2 separate regions of the Cricetulus griseus genome follow, and region 2 is linked to region 1. Evidence: chromatin contacts called from public Hi-C data. All regions are on one chromosome and are shown on one strand. Each heading gives the region's core, a stretch centred on a gene start, on an enhancer-like site or on the middle of the called end of the contact. The rest is flanking DNA. Distances are from core to core; before and after follow the strand shown.

Evidence for each region. A called contact is a pair of places that touch in the nucleus more often than the background predicts.
Region 2: a Hi-C map of fibroblasts shows a contact between it and region 1, with 1.5 times the contacts expected there. The contact joins the enhancer-like site here to the promoter of Prdm2 in region 1. A contact is called at or near these places in 2 of 8 Hi-C or Micro-C datasets (fibroblasts and liver).

The regions. Positions count from the first base shown.
Region 1 is chr2:9,997,226-10,004,679 of CriGri-PICRH-1.0, reverse strand. Prdm2 (PR domain zinc finger protein 2) reads right to left here and starts at 2,740. Exons shown (of 10, transcript XM_035439429.1): 1 at 2,630-2,740; 2 at 1,943-2,005.
Region 2 is chr2:10,047,025-10,054,478 of CriGri-PICRH-1.0, reverse strand. Prdm2 (PR domain zinc finger protein 2) reads right to left here. Exons shown (of 10, transcript XM_035439429.1): 6 at 3,683-3,809. Among named protein-coding and RNA genes, the nearest start is that of Prdm2, 49 kb to the right of the region's middle. Within about 2 kb of position 3,833, at least 6 of the 6 cell types and tissues checked have open chromatin away from gene starts, as enhancers often do. A contact at or near this core is called in fibroblasts, where this site is marked.

The sequences.
Region 1 (7,454 bases), core at 1,491-3,990:
GATTGCTGATGGACAGCAAACATATCATGAAGCACTAAGTGCATGGCAGCAGGAGCAGAAGTCACACCCAGCAGGTACTATCGGTCCCTCCGCATCCAGAATCACCTGCAGGTGCTCTCTGCATGCAAGTTTGACACATCCTCCTCAATGTCCACGCACTCTTTCCCTTCCCACTATGGAATTCTCTAGAGAACACTGCAGATTTGATGTTGGTTGGTCCCCCCCCCCTTGTACATGTATTAAAACTAATGCAGAGCTAGTTCAGAAGACATGAAAACAGTAAATAATCCAAGGTGCTTTGCACCCTGGAAACTATGATTTAACAGACCCTGAAAGGTTTCTAAGTCATATCTAAACATTCTGAAGAAATAGTCCCACAAATAAGCAAATAGCCAATGTAAAATAATCATCACAAGAAGCTATGTGCACATGCACATGAGCTACACAGATGCCACAAAGAAAACAGGGAGCTGAAATGGACTGTTACTTCTTAGAAAGGTAGCTGAAACAAACAAAAATGTGTAGTCAGATGCTAAAAAGCAGGTTTTCCAGTTTTCAAATCTTAGGTAACTACAGAATTTTAAAGTTCACCATAGAGAAAAAACTTACAAATTGTAACGAAAAGAACATGTCAAGCTTTAAAAGCCATACAGATCAATGTGGAATTGGTTGGCTAATGGTGGCCAATCCCAAGGTTATCAGACAGCCATTAAACATCAAATTGAAGAACAGTTAAAGACACAGATACGAACTTACAACAGCATAATGGAAGACAAGCTCCATGAATACACACAACGTATCAATTCTGTGTAAAACATAAAACAGAAGTGAATGTTTTCATAAATAAATATGTGTGCATAAAGAAATATAAGCAGGCACACCATGAGGGACTGGTGACAATCTGCTACAATGTTAACAATGGCTATCTGTGGAGGCGGAAGGTTATGGCTGGCTTCTATTCCTTCTTTGTGCTTTTCTCTCTTTCCCCACTGTCTTACAGTGAGACTGTTTTGCTGTTTTGTGCTTACAGAGCTAAGACATTATTACAAAGTTGCACCTCTTTATCTTGAGCACTGTGTAGAAAAACCTAAATGAAGCTAACTCTTCCATCAACAAACAGGAAACATTCATTGAGCATTATCATTGTATTCCTGGGTCTAAGAACTTTCCTAAATGAATGTATCAACGGTTTTAAAGACAAAAAAAAAAAAGAAAGAAAGAAAGAAAGAAAAGCCCTGTTGCTTCCAACAATGGATTTACAGCTCTATTCCCATGGCTTGAAATAAAGGGGAGCTTATAAAATGATCTATAAAGGTCTTCAAAGCTAAGCTGAAATTTCACATGGAAAAGATTTTTTTTTTAAACCGAGTAAAGCGTTTGTAAGAAAGCCTGGAAGGTGGCAGCTACATTCCATGTCAAAAACAGAAAAGAAAACAACAATAATATCTCAGCTCCTCCTTCATATCTGAATGCAAACTTCCTAAACCTCTTTTTTAATACCACCGTGGGCAGGACCCTCGAAACTGTAGTCCGTGCTTTGTAGGTAAAAGAACCCTGGTAGGTTCCCTTTGCTGTAAAATGTTATTTTAAACAATAACCCTGAAGTAAACAAAAACTTTGAGATACATTTTAGTCATGTTCTGGGCACATTTTGTTCTAGAGACAAACATTCCAGGGTTTGGTTAAAGGGGCCTAACGGTAAGGCACTGAGATTCAGCAAAAGAAGTCCACAGGTCAAATACACCCAAGTCCTCAATATATGAAACATGGGGCGGGGTGGGGGGGGGAATGGATCCCATTTCTCCAGGTGCAAAACTGCGTAGTAAGGGACAACGGGGTTTCCCGGTTATCTGCGGGTTTGTTCCCACTGCTCCAGGCCCGACCCAATGGTACCAGGCTTTGGGGCTGGTGCTTCACGCGTGGATCCTGGAAGAACACTGACCTGTCAGGTGAAATTTCGTGTCTCACTTGTCATCCACAGAGACATGGCAGACCGATCTTCGGACTAACCAAAAAAAAAAAAAATCGGTCACATGCATGTTGGTGCACACACCTGTGACACACGCACATACGCACCCGTGGGCCGATGGGAACACTCGGGGAGACCATTGCCAGGGTAACACCACCACCGCACGGAAACTACGCGGGGAAACAAACACAAAGACTCGAGAGAGACACACAACCAAGTCGGGGATGCGGATGCGCTCAGACACTCACTCAGCCGGGACACAAAAGAGCCGAGGCGAGGGGCGAGCGCAGCCCCCGCTGACGGGGACCGCCCGGGGCCCACGTGCGGACCCCGCCAGCCCCGCAGCCACGCACCCCGACGCCGCAGCTCCGCGCCGCGCCGCCACCCGCGGCGGCGGACCCCAAACTTGGCCGCGGGGACGCGAGAGCCGCAGGGCGGGCCTCGCGCCGCCGCCCGCCCGCAGGCGTCCGTCAGCTTTCGCCACCGGTCCCCGGCGGTTCCGAGGAAGCTCGGAGGGGGCGCGTCAGCCCGCCCCGCAGTCCCCGCGTCACCCGCCCGGGCGCCCCCGCCCCGCCGCCCCGCCGCCGCCGCCGCGCTCCTCACCGACACCAGAGGCGTCCCCCGAGGCCCGCCCGCCCCGGCTCCGCCGCCCGGGCTCACCAGAGAGCGAGGTGCCAGCGCCTCAGCGAGCCCAGAGACGCCGCCGCCGCCGTCGCCCCGGCGTCCGCGGCCGCGCCGCTGCCATCTTGGCTCCGGCCGGAAGTGACGTCGGCAGGGCGCCCGCAACCCCGACTCCCGACCCGATGCGAAGCTCGTGGCCCGCGACCCCTCCGGCCCCGACACGTCTACGCGGCGTGACCCTGACGGACTGTGTGGGCCTCGGTGTCTGTCAATCACCGCTTCGCCAGGGGCCCCGGAGCGTCGCCATTGCTGGGCCGGCTTGGCCGCGGAAGAGCTATGGCTGAGGGCTTCATGGTTGCTCAGGTGGCCAGGGCTGCTGGGCATGGTGGCGCACACTTTGATGCCCACACTCTTGAAGCAGAAGCAGGCAGACGCCTGTGAATCCGAGGCCAGGCTGATCTGCACAGTGAATTCCAGGACAGCCAGGACCACACCGTGAGATCTTGTCTCAAGCAAAGCAAGAGCAGAAGAAAGGGTCCACTGGGAAGGCCATTATACCTCTGTCAGGCACCGCTTAGGTTGTGTGCAAAGGACCAGGGCAGCCACATGCACTAAAATGAAACTCCAGCAAGGCAGGTGCACCTGGGTGGCTTTGTTCATCCCTTACCGGGGGCATTTGCCGACCGTGGGTCAAGGTCGGTGCCAGGGAGCTGTGGCACCTACCATGACCTTCACCTTGCCCTTGGGAACTGAGTCAATGTTTGCAGACAAGTTAGCAAATTGATGCCTGGACTATAGTTGGTGTGTGATGGAGATAGACTGGGTTGAACTAGAGAACACTTCTGGACATCCCCAGCAAAGAGGTTTAACAGGAGCATAGTTGTCTATCAATCTGAAGTTGTGGAGAGATACTGCCAGAGATGAAAGTTAGAGTTGTCACATCTAGATGGTACTTAAAGCCATGAGTACTTCGAGATAAAGCTATCTTCTGAGAAGAAAGGAAGAATCTAACTGTAGTGGGCCGTATTACTCCTTTGTGAAAGGATCTAGTCTGAAGAATAGATAACATATTATATTCCAATGTGTCTCCAAAACTTTGGAAAGAGCAGACATGTAGCAGGTCATTCTCTGTACCGCCAGCTCCCAAATAATGACATGGAAACTTGTTATTAATTATAAAAGTTCAGCCTTTAGCTTATTCTTGTCTCAACTAGGTCTTACAACTTAAGTTAACCCATTTATATTAATCGACATTCTGCCACATGGCATTACCTCTCTACCATCTTGCACCTCCTGTTTCTTCTCCATGTCTGGCCAGTAACTATGCCTTTCTCTTTCCCAGAGTCCTCTCTCCCGCACAAGTCCAGCCTAACCTCTTCCTGCCTAGCTATTGGCCGTTCAGCTTTTTATTACTCCAGTCACAACAAACACATCTTCACACAATGTGCAAATATCCCACAACATAGACAAGTTCATGGAATGTACTTGGAGTTTAGAAAACATGTCAGTCAACATGAATCTTGGGATATTCTTACTGTAAAGGATGGGTGACAGACATAGCTGATCATTTCATCAGTATTATTGACAAGTGAAGACAATGTCCAATGTCAAGGTCTTAAAAAGAACTGGGTCACCATAGAGCCCTTGGGAAAAGGAAATAAAACATCAAGTGTTTGCCTATTTCTCTCACTATCCAGGGAAGAGTTTGTAAACCTGAAAGATACATGCAAGCATGTCACTTGGATATATAGTATTGTGATACAGGCCACCATTGGACTTTTGCACTTTTTACTTGATTATTGCCTTACAGCTTAATCCATGCATCAAAGTCATCTGAGATGTCTGTGTGAGAAAAGGGGAGACCACCATCTCATCTACCACCGAACTGCCACACAAGTCATCAGTTTAAAAGAAAACCCATATATCACTGGCAAAAGGAAAATAGGGGACTATCAAGTCAAAAGTGGCATGGTAAAACCAGAGAGCATCATTCCAAGAGAAAGCTGACAAAGATGTCAGTGGCTGTCCTTCCTGTCTTTAATCTAAAATGACAATGTAATTTTTTTCCTGAAGCTACTGTTTCAGATTTGATGTCTTAAAACAGAAAATTAATCTCTCTTACAAATGTAGTGGCTGGACTCCAAAATCAGTATCAGTAAGCCAAAGCTAGAGTGTCAGCAGGACCATACTTTCCTCTGAGACCTCTAGAGAATACTGTTTTCCTTCTTCCAGCTTCTGGTGACTGCCAGCATTCCTTGGCTTGTGACCATGCCACTCAACTCTTCAAGGCCAGCATCTGCACACTCTCTGCCTCTATCTTCACACCACTCTTTCCTTTGTAGGTGTCAAATGTCTCTCTGTTCCTCCTTAAAGAATCCATACAGTTGCACTGAGGATCCCCAGATAAACCACAATTAATCTCCTAATTGCTTTAGTCATATGCACAGAAGTTCCATACAAGGTAATGCTTGAAAATCCCAGGGATTTAGATGTAGTCAGATGTTAAGGGATAATTATTTAGTTTGCCACACTGAGCGTGTCTCAGTTATTTCTGAATCCCACCTCTAACCAGCCATCATGAACTTTTGATCTTCGTATTTTGCCTGGACATGTTTCAATTCTTTAACCTGTGACACTTTTCAGACTGAATTATACACTTTATGCTTTGGCTGTTTAATCCAAAACAGACAAAGGCTATCAAGAATACAATGTAATTTCATTAGCAGTGATTTCCTGTGTGATACACTAAGTGTTACTGTTTTCCTATTTGAAATGGTGAAATGTGCTGCCAATGAATTAGGGAAGGAATTGGGACAGTTTCATCACAACTCATGGTCTGTTTATTAGGAGATGGAAGTATAAAATGCACTCCTTATCAAAGTCTTCAACATGAGTGAAACGCCATGCTGCACAAGTCACCTGGCCCAGCTCTGATCAGCTTTGTACATTATGCCTTAGCATGGCTATGCTGTTCATGGCACACTCTTCACTCAGTGCAACATCCCAAAACCCACAACAATGGCAAAACACAAAATAGATCTTTTTTTTATAGGGGTAAAATGGCATCTCCCATTTAATCTCAACACGAATGGATTAAAGCAGATATGTATGAGCCCAGATGTTGTATATTGTTTTTAAAAAGCATGTGGTTGAAATTAGAACAGAAGCAATATCTACAGAATTGCCACCCAAAAGATTAAAACTTTTATAGCTAGATCAAAGAGTTTAAACTACAATGTCAGTGGCAATGGGAGTGAACTTGAGACTCCCTGAATGATGACAGTACTTGTTCTCTGCTAGGTTCTGTTATTGTGCATGGATTATCTTACACTCATCATAGCCATGTGTAGTCAGCTCATGTACAGCTGTGGGAAATAAGGCCAACATGGATGAAGAAATTTCCCAGTTACAAAATGAGAGTGAGGGGGCTGGAGAGACAGCTCGGTGGTTAAGAGCACTCACTGCTCTTCTGAAGGTCCTGAGTTCAATTCCCAGCACCCACATGGCAGTTCACAGCCATCTGCTGTTGTCTTCTCATGTGCAGGTTGTACATGCAGATCAAGTACCCACGTGCATAAAATGCAGAAATAAATAAAACTAAGAAATGAGACCAAGTTTTTAACTTGGACATTTCAGCTCCATAGGAATCAAACACCTCATATTTGGTGCACATACATGTGCAAAGACACACACACACTTGAGAGCTACACCAGTAGTCACTATGGGCAACTATGATAAACATATGCTCTCAAGCATAAATTCTAGGGTAAATATTGTCATGATGGCCAACCCAATCACAGTTATTAGCTGCCATCACATTCAAGAGAATCATATCTATTTGGGAGACTGAAGCAGGAAGATCCTGAGTTCAAGTACTTCCTAAGCTACTGAGAAAGTTCAAGGACAGACTAGGCAATCTAGTGAGCTCCTACCTAGCAAGTGCAAGGCCCTAGGTTCAATCCTCAGTATAGAAAAGCATAAAACAGTATCCGCATAAAAAGACTGTGACTGTCCCTAAATATTTCCCCTGAGCTGTCAGGCAAGAGTGGCTTTAGAAAGATCAAAGGTGTGGTCATAGTAAGTGACCCGAGATCTGAGGAAACTACTTCATAACCTTGCTTGTTCAGGTAATGCACTACTCACCTCAAAAACAAGAAAATGGGAACAAAACAAAATCTCTTTTATGAAGCCAAATTGCTTTTCCACAAGAAGCAGCGTCTCCCTGGTTTGGTCACTTTGCCCTTCTTGTCCATCCCTCTGCACATCATTTACCCAAGCAAGGAATGACATCTCAATCACACGAGCAACCAAAGATGAAAAACATATTCTGGATTCTCCTTGGATAAAAATGAATGAAGGTAGCCTGGTGGTGGTGGTGGTGCACATCCGTAATCCCAGAGGCAGGCAGATCTCTGAGTTTGAGGCCAGCGTGGTCTACAGAGCAAGTTCCAGGACAGCTAGGGATACACAGAGACATCCTATCTTGGAGAAAGAAAATGAAGTTCAAAACTAGACATTAGACATTCTAGGGACAAAAGATGCATCTCATACAACAAACACTTGGAGCTACACTGCCTCGAAAACTGCTGCAGCGTCATAGCGCAGCTGCTGCTCACAGAGGCGAAGTTTAACTTAAGCAGGGGATGGAAGTCACCTATACTGAGCACCTCCCTGCTCCTGCCTTGCCACAGCAATGACCACTACAGTTAACAGAAGATGCTGAAGCTGCCATTCACTCTTGACAGACAGCTGGTGGCAAGCCAGAGGCAGAGTCAAAGACCTGTGTGGTTCCAAAGTCCAAGATGTGTCCACTGCTTACACTGCTTCCCATCACTAAGGTGCTCCAGGGCACTGGGGACTAAGA
Region 2 (7,454 bases), core at 2,584-5,083, 49 kb before region 1:
TGGCCATAATTTAAATGTCATGTAGTCATTGAAAGTCAACTAGATAACTAGATGAAGTTATCAAATGAAGGATTGAAAGGAACATAACCTGTGAGGCCCTGTGGACTACAGACTCAGTCTTCTTTACCATGCAGCTCTCTCATCCCATCCAAGGGACTGCTTGCTGCTATAAATAACTCTTCTCTCCTAACTTGCTGCAACAGTGAGGTCAGTAGGTTAGAGAGGCCTCTAATAAGGCTGAATGAGAGAGTGAGACTGGGCCTAGTGAGGATAATGGGGAAGAATCCAGTGCACATGTAGGCGGTCGTAAATATCCATTGGCTGAAGGAGTAGCAAACTCGGTTAAGTCCTCAACAAGAAACCCACACTAGAATGTGGCACTTGTAGTTTCCAAGTGTCTTCAAGCCTCAAAGCCCCGCCCCACCCCCTTGTTAACCCACCTGCTCCTCACAGTAACCAAGAGGTCAGGAGGCCAAAGTTCAAGTGACTTCACAATTCCCCGTTTTTAACGATGGAAAAGTGCACCTCTCAACAGTGTCAAGACTGGCCCACATCTGGCAGTGACCTAGGTGTCTCATGTTCCCCATTCCTTCCAGAAAGCCCTTCCTTCTGTGTAAGGCTACTGTTGCTCCTTCAGGTAGGGCCTTCTACACCCACGGCTACTGCAGTCAAGTTTCAGAAAAGCACTCACCAGAACTGGGTTTAGTGCAATGGCACACTGCTTGCTTATTAACACTACAAGTTCCTGGGTCTCATCTCCAGTGCCACTAAATAAGCAGAGAAAGATTCACCAACAGTCATTACTTAGGGCTAGCAGACTTAGTTTCATTTCTGTTGTGAATGGGGACAGAAATCAAGAAAGTGATAAAAATTCTAATTCTAAATGTGGCCTTTTCTCTGTTACATTATAGATTATACAGTTCATAGTAAAACAGCCAGAGACAGCCAACACTAAGCCTCCCACTTTCTACCCAAAAGCTTTAATCTGTCCCATCCAAGGCATTGCTGACACTCAATCTCACAGAGGCGTCTCAGACTTGCGTGATTCAGCACAAACACAAAGTTGAGACCTTAAAAAAAATCTCAGTAAAAACTACTTAGTCCCTGTACAACCATGGGAAAATTGCAAGCTCCTTGGTCAGGGACAATGTGAAGGGTTTCCTCAAAGCATTATGTACTGTTCTTTCTTTACACGTTGTTTGTTTACTGGGATTCTGTTCTGTTCTTTCTTTACACATTGTCTGAGTGTTTACTGGGGGCCAGCTACCTGCCGGCCACCCAAGTGCCTCACTGCCTGATGCACCCTCTTCCCCCAACTCGAGGGTGCAGGCACCTGGAGAATGACCGCTGCCTTTCTGTTCACCCAGGAAGTCCAGCACATGGCAAGGCTTAACAAACATTAGTGTCAGAAAGAGGGAAAGCAGAGAGGGTGCCAGTTTGTAACAGACATGGGAAACAGGGCTTTTCATTACCCAATACACCCAACAGTCCCTACAATCCACCAACAACCTGATGAGTCTGAAAGATTCCTCATGCAAGGCACAGATGTGGGCATAGCAGCTGTCATGCAGAGGAGCTGGGGTCCAGAACTGTGAAGAATCCAGTCCTTTGTTTCAACAGTTTGAGGTTGTGCCCAATGTCAATCTACCAGTCAGCTGTATGTCACCAACAAATAACCAGCACTGCCTCTGAGTCAGTTTACCCTTATTCTCTCTGACATCACTGCCAAAGAAACTATTAATCTAAATGCCTAAAGTCATACTGAGTTAACAATAAAAAGTTCTGCCTTCAGGTCTTCCCAGATGTTAAGTCAGACTTCACAGCACAGTTAAGAAAGGTTTGATTCTCTATACTCTCCTTAGGTCAAGGACAGCCAGCAGGCCTTTTCTGAAGTAAGCTGCCCAAAGCGGGATTCTAAGTATGAGCTTCACACAAGTCTTTTTTTTTTTTCTTTTTGGTTTTTTGAGGCAGGTTTCTCTGTAGCTTTGGAGCCTGTCCTGGAACTCGCTCTGTAGACCAGGCTGGTCTCAAACTCACAGAAATCTGCCTGCCTCTGCCTCTGCCTCCCGAGTGCTGGGATTAAGGGAGTGTGCCACCAACACCCAGCTCATGCAAGTCTTTTAATCAAAGTTCAAGAAGGACTCAGTGAGCTATCCGCTGTCCAGACTCTTTATCAGTATAATGAGGGGTAAGAAATACGGATTACCAAACAATATAAAAAACCAGCGATCTAGCCATGAAGCATTTAAGTCTGTGTACCCCTAATAAAACAAGGTTATAGTTCCATGTTTTTCCTCCACAGTAAACTAACTGAATAATACCTAAAGAAAAATAATAATGAAACAGGTTCTGAATACACACACCAAAGTTTACCACAAAGCAAAGTGAGAATCCCATCAAGCTACAGATCTAATTAAATGTCAGAATTTAGTGTCACAGTAAGAAAGTTCCCAGGTCCCCTAATTTTTGGACTCCACAAGTCATTGTTTATCTAGAGAGGCAGGTAGCATAATTCTTGTTACAAACAAAATGTAGACTAAGTATAGAAACAAGTCAAATAATGGCAGTGTAAACAAAATGTTATGCCTTGGCCCAACAAAATCTCAACACACAGTTAAAACACTTGGGGGAGGACTGGAATTTTCTAGACTCTTATCATCTGACCCAGAACCAAAGTATTTAATGAACTAAAGTAGTAAGTAAATCACCATCAATAAATAAAAAAAACATAGTCAGCAAGCGGCCCACTGGCCATCCTTGGGTGAGCCTATTTCACTTTGCTGTGAAATACATAGAGTATGAAACTGAAAAGTCACAATGAGCTCATCAAATATTGCTTGAGAGTTTTCCAAAACCCCGTTTATGCTTTTATTTATAGCCTCACTCCCACAACATACTTTGCAATGTTCCGGGAAAAGAACAGGCTTGTTCGGATTAAAAAACAATTTACTAAGATCTAAGGAAAGAGCAAAAAACAAAAAAAACAAAAACAAAAAAAACCCAATGTTCTTGTTTTAATAAAAAAAGACTGTATCCTGCCTTGGCCTGTTTTCAAACTAGGCTTAATAAGAGATTCCCAAATTCGCGTTAAAGTTTTTCTTAAAAATATTCCAGCGACGTATCTGCATGCCAGCTGGAAATATGATATAGCCATCCAAACTATTTTCCTAGCCACAAATTATCCCCTCCCTTTTATAAGTGTGACTACATTCTACCTTCTGTTCAAAACATCGTCTATCACTGAACTGGAAAGCTGGGGGCACGCAAGCCCCCTTAACTTCCACAAAGCCCACCGCCCTTGGCCCCCGGTGCACCCCATCTTTGTCTCTCCCAGGTCCCGCTCTCCCTTCCCCTCTCCCTCCTCCGCCGCGTCCTGCGCTGTCAGCGGAGCCGGAAGGCGCGGGCGGCCCTCCCTCGCGGCGCGGCCGGACGGCCCGATTCCGGGAGCAGGGCCGGGCCCGCACTCGGGGGCCGCACGCGCACTTCCCGCCGCGCGGGCGCTCAGGCTCAAGTTCGCAAACAGCCCGAGCGCGCCGAGATCGCCGTGATTCAGCAGCGGGCCGGGCGGGGACGGCGGACCGAGCCCGGAAAAGGTCACCGCGACGCCACGGGCAACGCCCGGCCTTCAACCCTTCCGCCCGCGCGGGTGCGGCCCGGGCCCGGCGGCGGCGGCGATTCCTACCTCTGCGGCTCTTCGGAGAGCTCCGCTTGCTCCGGGCGCTGGCTCGCTCTTCCTCAATCGCAGCTGCTATCTCGGGGTTGTCTTCCCCATTGTACCAGACCAGGAGCTCCTCTCCAGGCGCGATTGGCTACACAAGAGACGAGACAAGGGGCGAGCCAATCAGAGAGGCGGTTGTTGGCGGGGGCGGCGCAGCGACGGGCAGCAGCGGCGCGCCGACCGCAAACAGCTGTCGGGAAGGCGCCGCCGCCGCGGACGCGCAGGGAGGAGGCGGGGCCAGGGAGCGCGCAGGAAGGAGGCGGGCCCTGGGGCGCGCGCCCGGGCAGGAGGTGGAGCCGTCGCCCGGGCTTGCAGAAAACTTGGCTGACAGGGCCAAGGCAGGACACTCAGGGCAAGCAAGTGCCTGGCAGCTTGTCAGGGAGGCTCACAGGAGTGCGTGTACCGGCTCAGCCTCCATCACCAGATTCGTACAGCCAGCTACAAGCCTCATTCCACCCTCGCGAGACAGAAAATAAAACATGGGACCATTCTGCCCATGAAATTCGAGTGGATGAGAAATTTAAAGGGCCATTAAGAAGCAAATGGCATGGGAAGGAGTTAGCAGCATAGTTTCTAATTCCAAGCACAAATTAAGCAGGAACGCTCTGCACCTTTATCCATGCACACAGCCGCTATTTATAATTACAGAAGCGCTGAGCTCAGGCAGACCCTGACCTAGCATCCTCAAAGCAGTTACCAACCAGCTCAGGCCTGTGAAGACATAAAAGTATACATCACAATTTCTAGTTACAGAAATGCCTATGCTCCTAAAACATTAAATTTTTCACAATTGCTCCTGACACCATCATACAACTACACCTGAAGCATCATGAAGAAACACTTGGAGTGAAAAAGTGAGTCATAAACAGAACTGGGGAGGTCTGTTCAGAAAGTTCAAGTAAAACCCTATCTAAACCCACATGCTGGCAACAGATGACTGAAGGAAGATGGACAAAAGGGAATGTTCTCACTTAAAGTTGAACCAGTGGGAAAGAGGGAATTATAATAATCCATATCTCAATCATCGACACAGATTGATCCAGACAAAACTCCCAGTGGTCCTAACGGTATTAGGGTGAAAGTCTGAGAAGTTCCAGAACATTTGCCTCCTGTCAAAATCGTCTCCCCACAAACAGCTATCAGTCACAAAGGGAGAAAGTATCTTTATAATAAGTCAGATAGACACAGCACCTGCCTCCCGAGACTATGCACGGAGAGAGAAGAGGTCACTTCTGGGATGCCCAGAAGGCGTAAGTGGGATCTAATCAGAAGCCCAAATTCAGTCTCCTCAGCACTAAAATGTTGTCAAAGACCAAAGTACTGTCCAAGTGTGATGGCTAGTCTTGGCTGTCAACTTGACTCTATCTGGAATGAACTACACTCCAGACAGGGAGGACTCACTTTTGATCCCGATCTGGGCTGGAAGACCCACTCCTTTAGTCCAGAACCTAAGGTGGGAAGACACACCTTTAATCTGAACCACACCTTCTGCATGCTTGCCCTTGCTGTGTTAGCCCATCCCTTCACTGCATTAGAGCCTACTTTGGATGCCAGTATAGACAGAAAACCAGCTGAGACACCCAGCCTTGTAGGACTAAGCAACTACTAAATTCTTGGGATTTTTCCATTCACAGCTAGCCATTATTGTAAGTCAATCATACATACATACATACATACATACATACATACATATATATATATATATAGAGAGAGAGAGAGAGAGAGAGAGAGAGAGAGAGAGATTCATTCCATAAATTCTGTGAGTCTAGAGGACCCTGACTGATTCACCAAACCTAGGAGACAGATGAGCGCCAGAATTCTTTTCCTACAAGGACATGACTGCAACAACAGATACAATCTTGGCTGAGTGGACAGATCAGCTAATAAAATGCCACCTAGGTGCTGGCTGCCCGATGTGCCAGTGTACTGTGGCTATGTAAAAGTTTGTTTATTGTTTGTTTGGCTTTTTTGAGACAGGGTCTTACCATGCAGCCTGGGCTGGCCTGGAACTCTCTAGGTAGACCAGGCTGAACTGAGAGAGCCACCTGCCTCTACCTCCCAAGCACTGGCATTAAAGGTGTGTGCACTACTCAGCCCATTTTGTTTTAAAAAGGAAATTCCATTAGAGATGTTAGTTAAGAAACAAAATGGTCCATTACTTTCACAAGCTTCCAGTTTATATAGTAAGCATGACATTGTTTCACTGTCTACAGAATTCCCACTATTTCAAAATATTCAAGCTGTTTAAAATAAAAGAACCAGCCACTATTTACTTTGTTCCTCCAAAACAGCTAAAATTATGCCACTTTATTTTGAACCAATATCTCATATCCCTTCTTGTATCATTCAAACAAACTAAAAACCCTAATTTAACAATCCAGTAATGAGCTAAAACAGCCATTACAAATGCCTTTTGACACTCTGATAAACTAATCTATTTTGTTTGCTTTAAAATTAAACTTTTTAGAGCATGTAAATTTTAGTTCATTTCTCTTTTATTCGATATGCTTCTGAAATAGTATTGGAAATGATTAGGATTCTAGAAAATATAAAATTTTTAAAGTAAAGGGGAAATAGTGAGGATAGGTGTAATCTGAACACAGGCTAGAAGCCACCACCAGACACTCGGCCTCCAAGAACATCAACACAAACACCTGTTCCTAGCTCCTGTTTCCCTTTTACTGATCTGCGAGCATCGCAGGGCTAGCTGCACTTCACAAGGAAATGAATTAAACATCTGCTCAGGGCCAGGGATGAAGCTCAGTGCCCTGTTTTGACCTTCAACACCAATAGATGGAGAGGGTGGGAATCAATACAAGCTCCTGATAGAGAAGGATGCTCATGTGCATTCAAGTTATTCTCTATTGCAAAACAACCTAGAAGTTGTATACTGCAAATCAAATTTTAAAATAGTTTAAATGTTGATAGATGTGAAGGACTGAAGGGAAGCCTAGTTTGTTCAGTACTGACCAACTTTCAACACTGTCAGTGAGTAAGATGTTACTATATTATGGAGCTACATACTAACAGACACTCCTACAAAAGACAAAGATGATATTTTTAGTTGTTTTTTGTAATCCTTAGCATTTTCAAGATTTCTCACAACAAATTCCTATGCAATTCATTTACAAAGCCTGCCTCAGGGAATGCTGACTCCTGGAGAACACAGGTAATCACTGCTGAGGGACCCAAAAGGCCACAGGCATACCTGAACAACTACCAGAGGTCAGGCCAGCAGGTGTGCAGAGATGAGAACTTACGCCCTGCCAGTGCAGAGCACTAGTTCTCACTTGGAGTAGTTATTAATCCTCTAAACTGATCCACTATATACTGGCTCATCTACTTTTTACAAAAACTGTATGAATTAGTTTTATGAGTTAAACATCTACTCCCAATACAAAAACCTGAAACCTGAAATGCTCCAAAATTTAAAGCCTTTGAGTAGTGACATGACCTCCCACAACCAAAAGCAGGACCAACAGCGCCCCTGTATGTCTGCTTGTCTCAGATGTGTCTGAGTCATACAGGAATTCTGTGTTTAGATGTCTAGATCCCCAAGAACTAGGTGTATGCAAGTGTTCAAAATACAAAAGACTCTGACACTAAACACTCTAAATAAGGAGCACTCGACCTGCACAGTTACCCTCACCCTTAGTTTGCCCTCCACAGCTGCCTCCGCCTTTAGTTTACACTGCCTGTCTCACAGCTACTTTGTCTCCACCAGGAACCAGATGTG